Regions from separate parts of the Mus musculus genome. Here region 2 is linked to region 1. The links are chromatin contacts, called in public promoter capture Hi-C maps. All regions are on one chromosome and are shown on one strand. Each heading gives the region's core, a stretch centred on a gene start, on an enhancer-like site or on the middle of the called end of the contact. The rest is flanking DNA. Distances are from core to core; before and after follow the strand shown.

Region 1 (3,629 bases), core at 443-2,942:
TTCTCAACAGCAGGTTCTTCAAAATACCTCATGTTTCTGTCCTAAATTGTATCAGGACACAAAGCAAATCTCAAAAAATATGGGAAAACTGGAATGACATCCTTCATTCTATCTGACCACAGATAATGAAGACACACATATAAAAACACAGGACATACTGAAGCCAGTCCAGAGAAATAGAGAACTAAGTACCTATACAAAAAGTCTTGAGTCTCTAACAACTTAATGATGTACCCAAAGGCACTGGAAAACCAACACCATCCCAAAAACAGATGGGAAGAGATAATCAAAATCAGAGCTGATGTTAATATTTCAGAAACGAACAAAAACAATATAAAGAATCAACGAGATGAAGAGTTAGCCTTTCAGAAGACTGACAAGCAGCCAATGAACCAGAAGGAAAAGAGAGTATTTAATTTCATAAATACATGTGTGCTCTCTCCTACTCTGGGCAGTTAGCTGCTTGCTTACAAGCAGGCACCATAGGTTAGTGACCTTTATGAAGAGCAGTGAGCTATACTGCAATGGCCAGTGAGGAACTCTTTCTGACCAAGAGCGGCAGGCAATCCGTAGATTGCTCGTCTGGCTGTACTGATCCCCCAGGGTCCCACAGAACGCGGGAAGCACGACCCAAATCAGCAGTTTTATTCATAAGCAGATCTAGGACAATGACAGGAAGAAATGTAAAATGCAAATACCCAGCTGTTATACAGCCAAGACAGCAGGACCTTTTCTGAACGACAGACGACTTCTCTACTTGGAAAAGGCTGTTCTTGTCTTAACAAACCTGGTTCAGGTGGTTCATCAGCAAACGCCTTATCAGCAAAAATTGAAAGTCTTTTCCCCTTGAATAAATATTTCCTAAGATAAAAACATTTAAAAAACACATCTTAGTATATTTGTAAAATGTTAACAAAAACTGTTTAAGGCAAAAATATGTATGAGACAATCAATTAAAGATAATCATGCTGACCACATCAGACATTTTAAGCTGCACTGCCATGATTTCGGGACTTGGGAGTAGAAAAAGAATATCTGCTCTTACATTTTTGCTTTATAACACAACAAACCAGCTAAGTTTAATTTTCAAAATATACAACTGAAAGTTCTAGAAAACTCAGTGTTGTAGGAGGTTATAAAAATATGCAAGAACAGAAGCCGGTAAGGCCAACACTTGTGACTGAGAACAGAAAACAGTGAAAAGTTTAATTATGATTTATAATGCTAGAAGACAGATAAAAGGTTGCACTTTATGAAGCAATCAACCTGCAGTTTAACGCCTGTTCAGTCCCGTTAGGGAGAACCTGGCTACCTTTGTTACTTCCCTCCGTCTCCCTCTAACACACCACATGGGAAGCCTCTGCCCCTCTCTTACTTTTTAAAAAAAAAAGATTTATTTATTTATTTATTAATTATATGTAAGTACACTGTAGCTGTCTTCAGACGCACCAGAAGAGGGCGTCAGATCTCATTACGGGTGGTTGTGAGCCACCATGTGGTTGCTGGGATTTGAACTTCGGACCTTTGGAAGAGCAGTCGGGTGCTCTTACCCACTGAGCCATCTCACCAGGCCCCCTCTCTTACTTTTTAAAGTTTCTTTTGTGCTGTATTTTCTGAGCCAGAGCACCCATGGAGGCCTGAATGGGAATGGTCCCCATCAGCTGCTGTATTTTAACACTTGATGCCCAGCTGGTGGCGCTGTTTGGGAAAGTGGTGTAGCCTTCCTAGAGGACGTGTATCACTGGGGGCTGGCAATGGCTTGGCCCCAGTTTCAGTTCCTTCTCTAGGTTTGGTGTTTTGTCATTCAAGTTGTGACCCCTCAGCTTCCTGCTCCAGCTGCCATAACTCTGCCCCATCTTGATGGAGCTAATAAGCCCAAACAAATATGGATAAGTTGTCTTATTAGCAAATTCAAGGAACTACAATTTAACACTTTAAGGTAATATCGGAACTTTAACTATAATCATTAAAACCTCTGTGCATTTTGTGTTTTCTTAGACAGAGTCTTACTATATAGACCAGGCCAGTGTCAACTCAAGAGCCAACTGCTTAAACCTCCCAAGTCCTGGGATTACAGGTTTGCAGCACTGGGCTGGTCTTACTGTTTTAGGGACAGTCTCACAATAGCCTTGGCTGAACTGGAACTCACTGTAAAGTTCAGAGTGGCCTGAAAGTCATGGTGTTCCTCCTGCCTCAGCCTCCTCTGTGCTAAATTGCAGGTGTGAGCCACCATGCCTGGCCTTTTTACCCAGTTATTCTCTGAAGGTATGAGAGAAGGAACCATAACTATACATGCAAAGGGCACATAGATGTTCAGGGTTAGCAACATCCAGAACAAAAGATAATGAATGCTTCTTAAAACCTCAGTTGTTCAGAATTTCCATAGCACAGCTTATTCTCAATGAAAGGATCATTATTCAGTATGGGTAAAGTGAGTCAAAACTCAGGCTGGCTCATGGTACTGATAAACGTAGCACTGCTGAACCCAAAAATCCCTCTCCAGGAAACGCACAGTAAGTTCCACTTCAGCCTGGGTTTACCTCTTCACCCAGTCCTGCAAACTGCATTGTTGTGGGCACAGAGGGCCTTACACTCACAGAGAAGCACCAAGAGACGCAGGAATGCTAGTCACACAGGGTGTCTCCTCAGTGCAGGGCATGAAATCAAATGCCCACATTCCACATGGAGAGCTGAGAGCAGATTTGTTAATGGCTTGGTGACCTATTTGCTCTCTGTAGAAGCTGACATCAGCTACCTTTTGCTATAGGGACAGACCTCACCCAAATCCCCAGAATGATTATCCCAGACTCTTTCCTCCCTAGAGCATTACCCATCCTTAGGGCAGACGTCACATGTACTTCATGGCCTGCTAACCTCTGCTGTGGGTCAGAAGCCACACTAGATTCTAGGATTTGTAGCTATAAACACACCCTTGTGGTCACATGTACTTTGTAACTGAGTTTCCATATAGTCACACTTTAAGCTTTATTGTGCACCTGGAATTAGACTGATTGTTGCCTGGAAACCTTTTCCCAAATTGTCCTGTGTTTTCCATATGTAACTATGAGCTGCCTGGCATCAGTTCCCGAAGTCTGATCCAGGCTTAGTCTGCACCAGGTTTTCCTTTTTACCTCTTTGCAGATCACTGCCTGCAGTGGTACCTGCAGGGAACCCCCCACGCACTAATATGCATCCCTATAAGATAACTTATTGAGTGATGAGATTCAGGTGCAATTTCAGAGAAGATACCCCTGCTGTCTTGTTTTATGCCAACTGGATCCAAGCTAGAGTCATTTTGGGAAAGGAACCTAAACTGAGAAAATGCCCTAGCCTGATTGGCTGGTGGGCAAAGCTCGGTGCATTTTGTGGGAGGGCCCAGTTCACTGTGGCTGTGCTGCCCCTGGGCAAGTGGTCCTGAGCTGAGTAACAGAGCAAACTGAGCAAGGCAGGGGGAGCAAGCCAGTGAGCAGCGTTCCTCCATGGTGTCTGCTTCAGTTCTTGCCTCCAGGTTCCTGCTCTGAGTTCTTGCCCTGACTTCCCTCAGTGACTCTGTAACCTGGAAGGGTAGGATGAAATAAACCCTTACCTCCTTCCCCAAGTTGCTTTTGGTCATGGTGTTTTATCACAGC
Region 2 (3,862 bases), core at 1,233-3,732, 730 kb before region 1:
CCTAAAATTAGGATGAGTGTCTTCAGTTCGCTCTCCTTTCATGTTAAACTGACCACTGGGCTTTCTTGGCTATTTTCTGGTGTGTGTATGCATGCCATGTACCAAGGCATGGGTGATACCTTCCAGCTGGCAACCAGACCTCCGGGGCCTCTGAATTCCTCCCCACTTCCTTTCTCTGAGCCCCCAGCTTTCCGGGCCCATTGAAAAAGCACAGAAGTGAAGGCTTCTAGCTCCAGTTCCTCGTCCGTGTGCTGCATTCCTCGCAGCCAGCCTGGAAGCCCGTCCTCCCTCAGACCTCCTGGAATCTATCATACAGCCTGGTTTTGGAGCACCAGAGTCATCTAGAGAGCCCGGAGACCCCCCAACTCAGTCACGAAGGAGCTTGAGTCTCAAAGTAAGCAGAGTACCCAAGTGCTGGGTTCCCCTGAAACTCATGTGCTCTGCTCTCGTGTCATAGGCAGGGGACTTCAGCTCAGAAGAGGCAAAGGACCTCCTAATACAGTGGTTCTCAGCCTTCCTAACGCTGCGACCCTTTGATGCATGTTGTAGTGACCCCCTCCCTCCAACCATAAAATTATTTTGCTGCTACTTCATAACTGTGAATTTGCTACTGGTACAAATTGGAAATATCTGACATGCAGGATCTCTGATATGTGACCCCCCCCCCATGAAAGGGTCATTCAGTCCCCAAAGGGGTCACGACCCACAGGTGTAGAACCACTATCCTAAAAGATATTTTTCTTTACTCTTGTGTTAAACTGACCACTGTTTTTCCTGGCTATTTTCTAGTGTGTGTATGCATTCAAGATGGAGGGGTGGGTCAGGATGGGGGAGTGTAGGGTGGAGGTGTGGGAGAGACAGCATGAGCTTATAGTACCCCAAACTATAGGTCCCAAGAGATGAGGAAGGTGACTGTCATTCAGGCACAGACATGGAGGACAAGAGTTTTGAGGGTTTCCATCATTGATTCCAAATCCCTTATGCAGTGTGGGAGATAGAGATTAAACAGAAGGAGAGGGGGCTTTGCCTCTGTCCCTGACACATGTTTATCTCACCCGGAGCTTTAGTGGCTCAAGGAGAACCCTGGAAGTCACTGCCACTCTCTCCCAGTATGCCCCACTGGCACATGCCCCGGGCACTTCCTGGATCCCTGATTGGCATAATACCCACCCCCTCCACTCCAGTTCTCAGAAACCTGAGTCTCAGGGATGGGTGGGGTAAGCCCCCCCCCCCCCCGCCCCGCTCCCTAGCAGTCAGGGCCAAGGTCATCTTAGCGCTCTGGTTCTGCCATTGCTGACATGAACGGGGGAACAGGAAGGTGGGTGATGGGCCCTGGATGGGACCCCAGTGGGTTTTTGGAACAATCCTATATAACATTGGGCTCTTAGGGATACGATACTAAATTCATTAAGTTTTCTTCACCAGGGTAGCACTGTGCCTCACTGTGTGAAGGGGCGCCATGTCTCCGGGCAGAAGCGAACTTAAGCTACGTGCTGCATATGGTGGGATGGACTGTGATCGTGGGGCCTGGAGAACCCAAGGTCCCTTGAAGGGCAAGAAGTGACTGTGGGTCCAGACACCTGTGCTAGGTAGAAGTAGGGAGGAGGGAGAAGGGTGGGGTTCAGTTCTGCTGTGAGCTGAGAAAAGGGACCAGGAATTGGCAGGGCTGTGTAATAGCGGCTGAGGTTAGGTAGGTCGCGTGCAGCCCGGCCTTTAAAAGACCCCCCCCCTCCTGCCTTCTCCCCGGGACAGGTTGGGCTGGGGGTGAAGGCCCTGTACTCACTGTTGCTGCATGGCCGAGCGCTGCCTCTCCAGTCCTGGCCTGTGTCTGCCCAGCAGTTCCGGGTCCGGGTCGGGTACTCATTTCCAGCCTTGGAAAAGCTCCCCACCTGGGGGCCATAGTAGACGCCCTGGGAGCTGAGTCCACCAAAGCCTGCCACGTGGGGGTAGCCAGAGAGGAGGCTGCTGTTCGGGGTGGCAACCGGTCTGCTCAGGATGTCAGTGATTCCATGGGGAGTCCCAGCCGCCAGCTGGGGGCCAAGTCCCGGAGGGCTGAGCTTGTAGAAAGAGTTCTGCACCGAGTACTGGCACATGGGAGCCTTCATTTCTGAGAACTGGGCCAGCTGTGTGTTGTTCAGGAGGAAGGTCCCCTGCAGGTTGGACTCCATGGTCTCCAGGTCAGCGAATCGGTGGTCCAGGAACCCTTAAAGGCCAGCACTTCAAATGGTGGCCCAGAACCTCATGACAGGTTTGGAGAATCAGAGCCCCCCATCCCACCCCGAGCCTCAGACTGCCCTCTGGCTCGGCCCTTCCTCAGAGATGGGGCACCTACGTCAGCCCTCTGGCAAGTCAGGTGTCCAGAGAAGGTGGGCGGCCTTCCTCTTTCCCTCTCTGCCCGCTGGGCCTAAGGAGGGGTGCTTTCCATACTCAGAGCACCCGGTTTCTCTGCCTCTGAGTCTGGGGGCCCTCCATCAGAAGTTTTAAGTTCAGAGAGGGGACATTTCCTTGATAAAGATATGGCCCATTAGAATACAGACCTGAGACTGGCTGAGCTGCAAGCGCTGTGTCGCCATTGGTTGGAGACCACATGGGCCTCACATTGGCTTCTCCTAGACAAATTGCACTTTGAAAGATTGACTGTAAATCAGCCAGTCCGTGTGTGTGTGTGTGTGTGTGTGTGTGTGCATGTGTGTGTGCTCATGTGCGTGTGTGAAAGAATTAGCTCTAGGCGCCCTGAGCCTGGTCACAGGCTCCATTTGCTTACCCAAGTCCAGTATCTAAGAAAAGGTGGGCGCCTGGAGGTAGGGACTGGAGGCTCCTGCGGAAGTCAGAGAGAGAGAGAGAGAGAGAGAGAGAGAGGCTCAGAGGTCACAGTCCCAAGCTGCCCCTGTCGGAATGAATGTGACGCTTTGAGGTAACATACAGCTGCTTCCCTTTCTCCTGGGTAAGTGGGGAGACTGAGCAATCACTATTCTCTGGGGGAATGCAAGTCTCTGGCCTTGAGACCACGGGGTGGGAAACGTCTTGCTTAGGGAGTGGGCCGTGGAACAGCTCTGGGAGTTGCAGGGGTGTGGGGGGTCAGAAGGCATTCCACTGAAGAATGGTGGTTCCTGTTTCTCCCAGCCAGCCTTTCTTGGTCTCTTGAGTAGTCTGGCTGGCTGTGTCCTGGGTGAAGTCTCTTTCTCTCCTGTGAGCAGCCCTGGGCTCCTGAGGCAGAGACCTAAGCAGGGCAGTCGGGCTGAGGCTTGGGGCTACACTGACTATAAGGACGCCACCATTCGCTTTGTTTCTGAGGAATTTTTGCAATCTGATGATTCTTGTGGGTACCGTCTCTCAGTTGATAACGGGGAAACAGAGGCACAGAGGAATCAGGGCTTGCCTGCCAGGCTAGTCTCTAAATTCTTTCCTGAAGTCACCTGAAGTGTGAAATGGCAGGTGCAAGGTGATTGGCTATCTAAATGACTTCTTCCTGACCAGGCCACTGGGGCTTTGGGGAACACACTGTCTTGTGTTTGGAGGGATCTGTGTTTTCACAGGTGAGAGACAGAGCCTTTTCTTTGTTAGCTTTGTTTGAGGCAGAGGTCTGAGGTAGAGAAAGCTGGCTTGCTGTGGAGAATTTGACTGTAATGTAAGCAATACTTTCCGTGCCATGGGTGATTTAGGTGAGGATCAGATAGAAAAGCTTTTACGCAGGGCAAGATGACCTTCCTACAGGTTGGGCTATTTTTTTGAAGACCTTTAAAATTAAGAGTCTCAGTGTGTGTGTGTGTGCGCTCTCTCTCTCTCTCTCTCTCTCTCTCTCTCTCTCTCTCTCTCTCTCTCTCTTTCTCTCTCTCTCTCCATCCAAGAAGTCTAGAAAAGG

Evidence for each region. Promoter capture Hi-C pulls out the DNA fragments that hold promoters and counts their contacts.
Region 2: a promoter capture Hi-C map of embryonic stem cells shows a contact between it and region 1, with 2.9 times the contacts expected there. The contact joins the promoter of Nkx6-3 here to the enhancer-like site in region 1. A contact is called at or near these places in 7 of 39 promoter capture datasets (the 3T3-L1 cell line, embryonic stem cells, pre-B cells and 1 more), 6 of 484 Hi-C or Micro-C datasets (embryonic stem cells and pro-B cells), 4 of 115 datasets of contacts at active chromatin or transcription factors (astrocytes and embryonic stem cells) and 1 of 9 other capture datasets (embryonic stem cells).

What each region holds. Positions count from the first base shown.
Region 1 is chr8:22,421,579-22,425,207 of GRCm38.p6, reverse strand. It overlaps Mrps31 (mitochondrial ribosomal protein S31), which reads right to left. Exons shown (of 7, transcript NM_020560.2): 5 at 788-861. Among named protein-coding and RNA genes, the nearest start is that of Mrps31, 12 kb to the right of the region's middle. Within about 2 kb of position 1,692, at least 17 of the 459 cell types and tissues checked have an H3K27ac peak or open chromatin away from gene starts, as enhancers often do. A contact at or near this core is called in embryonic stem cells, where this site is marked.
Region 2 is chr8:23,151,891-23,155,752 of GRCm38.p6, reverse strand. Nkx6-3 (NK6 homeobox 3) reads right to left here and starts at 2,482. Exons shown (of 3, transcript NM_029002.2): 1 at 1,784-2,482. The coding sequence starts at 2,168.